2 separate regions of the Zea mays genome follow, and region 1 is linked to region 2. The links are chromatin contacts, called in public Hi-C maps. All regions are on one chromosome and are shown on one strand. Each heading gives the region's core, a stretch centred on a gene start, on an enhancer-like site or on the middle of the called end of the contact. The rest is flanking DNA. Distances are from core to core; before and after follow the strand shown.

Region 1 (4,763 bases), core at 1,426-3,925, 130 kb before region 2:
GAAACAAACATGGTCTAAGTACCAATACCAAGTGCACAAAGGGGCGCATGTACATTCGATATAGGCAAAGACTTGTTACCTGTTGCAGGATCTGTATTCCTATGCCAACAAACAGTGCATGCTTCACCCCAGGCTCAAATAGGTCGGCCCATCTTGGACCTTTAGTAACTGCTTCAGATGGATGCATCATCGCAGGACCAGCAGCACGTTGCTCCAGCAGTTCCTTAGAGTAAAGAGCTGGTTGGCTCACAAGAGCTGCAGCCTGGATGAACTCACCACCAGGAGGAACATCCCCGCCTGGTAATGACAATATAGAACCCCTGTTGCCTTGTACGCCCTCCTCATGCAAGTAAATACGCTGGAAGCCACCTTCCTTTTGCCCATCTTCGCCCTCTCTCTCGGTCCATTTCCACGCCAACTGCCATCCTCCGCCAATGCCCATGCTGCTTACTGCCTCCCCTCCCTGCAAGCTACTGCTCCTTCCCACAGCACCCAATATGCTACCATGAGGTGCAGCGATCTCCTTTCCTTCCACACTTGTTGCCTGACGAGAAATAAGTGGGCTTTGGAGGTTATCCTCGATGTCATCGCCACCATGATCCGAAGCATAATCTTCACCTTCCCTTTGACTCTCGGCGTCCCAGTCAGCTTTCACCTGCTGCTGGTCGGCAACACTAAACATGCTGCCAAAGTTGGGAAACAATGTGCTCCTCATGCTCCCCATGATCTCAGGCATCTTTTCATGAACACTTCCGAAAAGAGTGACCATAGGATCCACGAGGGGCTTACCCTGACTAGCCGCCATACTCCCATGACGAGAGATGAGACCTAACGCGCTTCCAAGAGCACTTTGTCCCCGAACAGGTCGGGCAACCCAAGATAGGCCTTCTTCAGGTCCATATAGTTTGATCTTCTCTGGATCTGGAGCCAGCCCTTCATCAGCAAGTTCATCATCGGGACCAATTATGTATTCTTCAATACGTGTATCTTTACCGACCCCCAAACCTTCAACTAGAAGAGCCATCTCCCCTGTAAAATCAATCCAGACCAGCATGAGCACTCATCAACAAAACTGCAAAGAAACTACAACTGCATTAGAATTGTCTTTTGCAAAGCCAGCAAACCTGAGACATCTTCTCTTCCCCGCAGCCTTTGCAACACTCTCTTCGCCTCCGCCATCCTTCCTTTGCTCACAAGCCACCTTGGTGATTCAGGCAAGTAGAAGACAGTCAGTCCAAAGTAAATAAGTGACGGGATCGACAGAACTCCAAGCATGAGCCTCCAATCAGGTTTGGGCATGAGGGACATCCCAAACACCATGCAGTAGGAGAGGAACATCCCTCCTGACCCACTGAACTGCGGCAACGTGTTCAACAGCCCACGAATGTCTGTCGGTGCAGTCTCGGAGATGTAGAGAGGAACAAGTGTGACCGCCAAACCGATACCGAACCCATCAATGAGCCTTGCGAGGAGCAAGATGTACACACTTGGCGCCCAAAGCATCACCAGCCCACTGACGAAGTAGAGGACAGCCGAGGCGACCAGCATGGGCCTCCTACCAACGCAGTCGGCCGCTGCCCCGGAGAACGTCGTGATGACTGTTGCCCCAATGAGGGACATGGCGACGATGAGGCCCTCGATCAGAGGCTCGCTCTGCAGGTTGAATTCCTTCTTTATGTACAGGACGGCTCCTGGAAGAGATCAGGCATCAGGTCAACAGGGTCAGACCATAGTCAAGCTATCTGTGTCAGTTCAAAATTTTGACACGTCTTGACTTGGATGGCAGCAAGTTTCGGAAGAAGAGATCATGCATGCGTGGTGGACCCACCAATTATTTGATCACGTTAGGAATCGATTCGAATCGCTAGAGGAAATCACCCGCTGCCCATTAAATTTGCGGTTCGAAGAGTAATAGCAAAATTATTTCTGCTATGACGCAAGCAATTCGAGCAAACGCAGCATGATCTCGACAGGAATCCCAATAATTGCTACTGTACCTAACATGGACCCTAGCGGCAAGCACAGAAAGATATCTAGGGGACACAGCATAAAGAGATTTATAACATTCTCTATCGTGAATTACCAGCAATTGTCGCATTGTCCCAGCCCTGCAGCAAGTTGCCGATAGAGGCCGCGATGGCGACCATCACGGCGCCCCCCATGGCCGCCGGAAATCTACGCCTGCACAGACACACACCACGCACGCGACAGCAGCGTGCGTCGTCAGTTCATCATACATCACCATATCATACCAGATCCTGCAAACCTCCAGCAGAGGAGACGAGACGAAGAACAGACTGCGCTCGGAAAGAGCCAGGCTACAAAGAGCAAATCGGGCTCGAAGAGAACCAAGCAGCCTACGAAGAACGCACCCCAAGCAGGAGGGCTCTCGCTTACCCCCACTCCGGCAGCGGCGGCCAAGGTTCGTGATCCCCGATCGGGCGCGGGGCCTTCTTAAACAGCGGCGGCGGGTGGTGAGGTGGCCAAACTGGAGTAAGCGCTGCGGTGAATTTTAGCAACGCCGCGCGTTGGGGTTGGAGAGCGAGGGGTGCGGAGCAGGGCAGAGCTGCAGAGGCAGGCCGTGCCGCCGTGGTAGTGGAGTGGAGGGGGGGTGGGATGAGAGCGGAGTTTTGGGTGGGGGGATCCTGGTCACCAGCTTGTGGGCGTGTAGAGAGGGAGGGAGAGGCAGCGCCTTGGTTTTTTCTCTATCCAACGGCACCCAGACAGCTAGCCTTGGTGAGGCTGAATATGGGGCCATTGTATGCGGGGACCAATATCAGAAGGTGTGTTGAACTAAACATGGCGTGTCAATCAGCGTGCAGAATGTCTATCGACAGGTGGGCCAGGCAAGGGAGAATTATTAACTCCTGGATCCAAGCTAACCTCCGGTATGCACTTCGATTTGGGATGGAACGGCTTCCATACTGGTTTACCGCTGGCACAAGATATTTTAAAAAATTCCGAACGGTAACTAAATAGAATTAATATGCTTATGGAAAATGCTAGTTAGTAGTTACCTCATACAGATATAGGGCCTGTTTTTTATTATAATCTACTAAGATTATATAATCTAACCTATTTTGAAAGATAACTTAACTCAAAATATGATTGAAACAAGCTGAGTTGAACAGTTTGTAGTAGCACTGAACAGTACACCAAACACACTGGATAGAAGTGTGCCCTCTAGCATTTCAATTACTCATGGGTGTGTTTGGTGTACCATTAGACAGGGTACCCAACGAGCATGAAAATGCGTATGTGATAGATCAAGCACTCACCGAACATGTCAGTCTGACATAGGATATTGCACATTACAGGATACTCACAGTGGTATGCAATTATACACTCGACGACTGTACCCACTAGATATGTTCGGTGTGGGCACTGGATACCATATACAATAATGGCTAGTTCTAGAAACTAGCCGTTGGAGATACGCCAATATGCCTATTGTATTGAGAATGCAAACATCGAACATGTTTGGTGTCCCCAAAAATGTTGAGTGGGGTGGTAGCGCCTAGTTTCATCCATTGGAGCTATTTAGGCCCCCACCTCAACTTCTTGAGATGTGCCATCCCTTCCAATAGCTGAAGCATCCACTTAAAAGTGAGGAAGGCCCTTTACATAGTGAGAAGATTAGATAAGTGATGATTACGTGATTATTGACCTCATTACTGCATAGAGAGCCTAATGCTTTTGTTGTTACTCTTGGTTATCAATATCACCTAGACGATTTGGTGATGATCAGAAGTGTGGTGATCGCCTAGTGAGCTTGTGACTCGAGCATCATATACAGTTATGAGCGGTTCATTGTGTTACAGAGGCACATAATGTGATATCCTGGTCCAAGGCTTAATAGGATTGATAGAATACTTATACTAGCAAAGTGCATCTTTTTCGAAAGGTTATCTCGAAAGAACCTCTATGTTAAGCGTGTTTGTCCCAAAGCAATCTTGGAATGGATGATCGATCGAGAAGTCTTCTTGGGTGTGCATGTGTGAGGACAAAGTGCGCACAAAAGACCTGTATTGGTCTGTAGGGATGGTCTATGATTCTAGAGGGTTGCCAGAAGTAATTACTGTTGGTCCGGGATGAATGGGGTGTTACAAATGGTATTAGAGCCGACCCTTGCGCTTTCACGAGCGTGTGTGGGCTAGGGGTTCAGGCATATGGTGCATGGCGCATGTGGACCAGGAGTGATCGCATGATATGGCATATGACAACGTTGGACACACAGACGTGCCCGAGAGGGGAGGTTCCTGGCTTGGCGTTGATCGACGAGGACGTCGGGTCCTCTAAGGGGATGGATTATAATTAATAGGATTGATAGAATACTCACACCAGAAAGGTGCATCTTCTTTTTCGGAAGCCTATCTTGAAAGAACCTCTGAGTTAAGCGTGCTTGATCCAAAGCAATTTTGTGATGGATGACCGACATGGAAGTCTTCTTGGGTGCGCTTGAGTGAGGACAAAGTGCGCACAAAAGACCTATGTTGGTCTGTGGGGATGATCTATGATTCTAGAGGGCTACCGGGAGGAATTACCTTCGATCTAGGATGGACGAGGTGTTACATATAACGAGCACTTGGTCCTTACATGGACCAAAGTGACTGACACCCTTTATGCGTGTGCCCCAACAAGGATTAGTGGAGAGTGATTACTCTTCAATACATCGATGAGTCTTCTAACCCTTGATCTACTATACATATTTATATTTAAGTAATTTACTTCAAACATTTACCTTCTTAGAATTTCTATGCTAG
Region 2 (4,812 bases), core at 200-2,699:
TGATGGCTTGTTCTAAATTGATATACTACCTGGTTTGAAGAACACGGAGAGACCAAAGTCGATTACTTTTATCGACAAATCATCGTCTTTATCCTGTAAGAGGAAGTTTTCTGGCTTAAGATCCCGGTGCATGACACCAAGTGAATGGAAGTTCTCTATGACGCCAACAATAGTCCTTATAAGATGTGCAGCCTTCTGCTCGCTGTAGTTCCCCTTCTTAATCCGGTCATACAGCTCGCCGCCTTCGCAGAGCTCCATGACAATGTGCACGGCCTCCTCGTCCTCGTACGCGTCCTTGATGGCGACTACATCCTTTTGCCCTGAAAGGTAGCGCATTATCTGGACCTCACGGCGCACGTCTTCAACATCTTGCATGTTCCGGAACCTTGTCTTCAGGATGGACTTGCATGCGAACTGACACCCAGTGCTGGTCTCGGTGCAGAGGTAGGTGGTCCCAGTGAGACCCTCTCCAAGCTGCCGGCCAAGGGTATAATGCTCTGTGACATTAGGAGTCTCTCGACCAAGAACAGAGATGGACGTTAAAGTCTGCCTCAGTCCTTGTCGCATAAGGTCTGCTATGCTCGGTCTAGATGGCCCTGTGTAGCAACCCTCAGTATCGTCCCCATCACAGTGCCTAGAAGCCAGAGGCTCCTTCTGAAAGTGGTTGTAGCTGTTGTAATTGCTCCCGTACCCGTAGGTTCCATTTTGGCATTGGTTTCCCATTAATGCAACTGCACTGCAAGACGCAAAAATACAACTTTAAATAAAAACAGCGACATCGATAAAGAAGTTCTGCGTCAAAACAAGAAAACCTACTGCTGCCTGCTTTTTTCTCACCCCAACATATGTACCTGATCAGAACTCCTAATTACAGTACAAGTAATAAATACTGCACCGTAAATTTAAGCCAAAAATTTATCATAAAAAGGAGCGAACAACAGAAGACTTGTAAATTATAAACAAACAAAAACTAGTACTGTTGCCAACTATTCCTGGCTCCTCTAAGATATTTGAAGCGACAATTCCAAAACCTCTGTATCAGTTCCACCGTATTCTATAGCTTAAACCGCCACCCAAATTTAGGATCTTCTACTACAGTGTCCTTGGCACCAGAATCCCCGGTCCAAGAGTTACTGGCACCGAAATTCGCCCCGCGAACAAAGATTCTCACCAAATCCTGCCATGGAATGCCTCCTACTAGAGACCTCGGCGACTCCCCGGACACGGCTTCTAGTTTCTAACTCCGAGTCCTCGCCGAAGTAGACGAAATCCAGAGCCGACAGCGCGCGCACGAGGTGGAATGCGGGTCCATGAGGACCGGAAGCGGCCGTGAAGGATCTTACCTGACGCTGCGGCCTCGATCGGAGCCGCGAGGCGGGAGAGCCGGGGGGAGGGACCGTCGCCAGAATCCCTGCTTCCCCAGGGGCCTAAACGCAAAAACGAGAGGAGGAGAAAAATGGAGATGGAGCACACTGCGCAGCAGCCGGAGGAGGAGGAGGGTGTTTTATACTGGGTGGTGGACTGGGTGGGGCCCGTGGGGGTAGGACGGGCCGGTTGAGTGCCACGGCAGCGTGCGGCGTGGATGACAGGTTTCGCCGCGCTGGCCGCTGGAGGCTTGGTAGACGTCTGCGATTTTCCATAAAGGACAAAAGGCTCGAAATCAACGGCCTTGGATGGTAAAAAAAACTCCAGATGCAGCTACAGTGCCCAGCGAGAGAAAAGTTTTTGCATCTATAGTATACCTAGGGTACTCTGTGAGAGACCTAGGGTTTATTCTCCTCTCGCGAAATACAGTTGGAGCCGAACAGACTCAGCATTTAACATATGTTCTATCAATACAAATCAGTGCTCATGAGAGTTTTCTTTGTTTTAAAAGTGATATTCAAGAACCACAATAATTATAGGTTGTTGTGAATCTTCATGAACCACATGCGAATATCCATTAGATTCAAACAGTTTCGTGTCAATATATGATGGTGGTCGAGCTGTTAGCACTTTTTTGACAAAATAAGTGTAACCAAAATTCTCTTTGCTCAAAAAGACTACAACTATTTTAGATGTTTCGGGTTGATTGTTTTGTTCAGAGCAATGCTGACAGGGTTCTTTTATCCCTAGCCAGAGGGTAATCTAAGAGCATCCCCATTAGTTTTCTAAAAAAATGCTTCCGAAACTTTGATTTATAAGTGATTTCACGGTGTGATTGTTGACAAAAACATGCTATTGGGAGTGCGAAACAACTACCCAAGTTTAGAGACTAATAGGAATATTTAAAAAGCTTGTATATTTATGGACCTTATTTAAGGAACTGTTATAGCATGATTTTTGTTTATTAACACCCTAAATTAAATTTAGTGGGTTTTTTGGACAATTACTGGAGATGCTCTAAGCCATCATAAACAAAAACAACAACTATGATTAGCTAGATTCTTATGCCCTATGTGGAAACAACCTAGTTTTAAGAATCCAGTTTTTATCTCTAGTTTTTGGAAACTGATTTATAAAAATCTGGTTTATGGTGTTTGCAAGTTGGAACCACCTCAATTTTCATAAAGTGGTTTTAGCTAGGGGAGTCTAAAAAACTCAGCTGGAGAGGGAAAGACTGCCCTCCCGGTATTATATTAAAAAGAGACCGAAACAATGGTCCCGACCGAGAAAATCGTTGAATCCTAACCTCCCATCACTAACGGACTGGCGTCAACCGTCTACTCTGCAATGGCTCAACCCGAGGGCACGAGACATCGTGACCCTAGAGCGAATAGGGCACAACGAGGGGATTTTTTAACCAAGCCTGAAAAATCACTCCGTACTCTGAAGCTCTTAGCCATTAGGCTAGAAGCCCTTTCGCTTAGCTAGGGGAGTCTAACTTCTTGGTTTTAAGAAACTGGGAATCCAGTTTCTATAAACTGGAATATAAACTGTTATGTTTGAAACCACTTCAGTTTTCATAAACCAGATTCTTAAAAAACGGGTGCTTCAAGACATGCCCTTAGTTGTATTGTTATGATGCATACAACTTTTGTGTGGAGTGTGAGATGCGCTACGTTATGAGAAACCACACACATAAATGAGACGAGTTTTCAACTTTCAAGACAATAGATAAAACTTAGAGCTTTGGTACGTAAACATCCATTAGGTTTAAATTGATCTGTGATAAGATATGATGATAGTCCCAATTGTTAGCAATTTTTAATATGTGTGTAGGCAAAAAACTCTTTCCTCAAAAGACCAACTGTTTATGTGCTTTTTTCTTAGTTGTTTTGTTCAAAGGAATGTCGATGAAGGTATTTTTTCTTGAGAGTGCATTGAACAAATGTAAACAACAATTATGCATAGGTTCATAGTTGTGTGTTGTGTTATACCAATGTCCTTTTTTTCTTTGTGGAGTTTGATACACATAACACACTTACGGTAAATCATACATGTGTGAAGAACGTAACAAAAAGGTAACAATGAACATACAATTTTATAAGAAAATATCTATTAGATTCTTATCTTAGTGATTTGCTTTGAAAATTAGTATCTAATGGCACTGGATATTGCTTTGGTTTTATTTTTTTTGTTACTTTTGATGGTTGTCGTCGACTATATGGTTTGGAGCAGTTTGTCTCAATTGAACCATTTAATTGAAGATTACAAAGTGCTCTAGAGTTGGTTGTGTCGGGCTATTGAGTTCATTCCCCATTATAGAGGTGAAAAAATACTCTACTACCTCGTTTGGATGTAGATATTCAATACTGGAATTGGGAATTGAAATCAAGATTTCTGAATTCTGTTGTTTGGTTGTCTGATAAATTCAAAGCTGGAATTAAATCTCAGTTTCTTAGAATTGGACTTTAACAAAAAAGTGTCTCTCCCAATTCAAAGCCAAGACTCTTGGTATTGGATGGAATTGCAATCCTAGATACATCCAAACAACAAATTTGTATTGAAACTCATTTCCAATACTAGACAGATTTGGTATTGGATCCAATTGAATTCTAACATCTCCAATATCTACATCTAAACGAACCCTAGTTGAATTGAGATTTGGATAAGCGTATTATGATAGAGCCAACTTAGAAACCAATCCCTTAAGTGGAGGAGGTGACCTTGGCCCGTTTGGTTCAGTTTCTGGGGTGCTTCTTGCCACCAGAAGCTGCTTCTTGGAACCAAACACCTAGCTTCTCAGGCAGCTTCTCTAGAAAGCGCTTAGTCTAGAATCTCCCATTACACACGCCCTCTGAAGCGGGCCAGACACGACATCCGAGAGAAGCGGGTGAGATTCTCGTTCATTGGCCTCGACTCTACAATTCTGTTCATTTGAAGCGTCGGCTTTTGTCCAAATGTGTTTTGACTAGTACGACATTTTGATGTTTTGTTGTATTTACTGTAGAATCTGACATATAATAATCCGGCTAGCCAAACACCTATATTCTAACTAGCAGATTCTCTCCACAGCCAGATTCTATCCACAACCAACTTCTCAGAAAATCTCTTCAGAAAAAATAGATCCAAACAGACCCCTTGTGTGGTTAAGTCTTGGTAGAGATGTGGGGATCGTGAGGGTTATCGCAATATTGACATAGGTGGCCTACAAGCGACTGTCTTCTTGTTCGGTATTAATCACCCTAAACTTGTGTCTCACTTTGTGCTTTTATAATTCATAGTATAGAGACATTAGGATTGTCACCTTATGAAGCAAACCAAGTTAGGGCTTGTTCGGTTAGCTCTCAATCCATATGGATTGCGTGGGATTGGGTGGGTTTAAATCCCAAGCAAGTCAAATTTCTTCACAATTTTTTCCAATCCCGTCCAATCTATAGGTAACGGGAT

Evidence for each region. A called contact is a pair of places that touch in the nucleus more often than the background predicts.
Region 1: a contact with region 2 is called in a Hi-C map of leaf, with 5 times the contacts expected there. The contact joins the promoter of LOC100285573 here to the promoter of LOC100277352 in region 2. A contact is called at or near these places in 8 of 25 Hi-C or Micro-C datasets (bundle sheath, ear, endosperm and 4 more).

Annotation. Positions count from the first base shown.
Region 1 is chr1:85,305,796-85,310,558 of Zm-B73-REFERENCE-NAM-5.0, reverse strand. It overlaps LOC100285573, which reads right to left and starts at 2,675. Exons shown (of 6, transcript NM_001413611.1): 1 at 2,373-2,675; 2 at 2,084-2,181; 3 at 1,125-1,691; 4 at 80-1,029. The coding sequence starts at 2,162.
Region 2 is chr1:85,175,981-85,180,792 of Zm-B73-REFERENCE-NAM-5.0, reverse strand. It overlaps LOC100277352 (putative calcium-dependent protein kinase family protein), which reads right to left and starts at 1,449. Exons shown (of 8, transcript NM_001150943.1): 1 at 1,344-1,449; 2 at 30-736. The coding sequence starts at 723.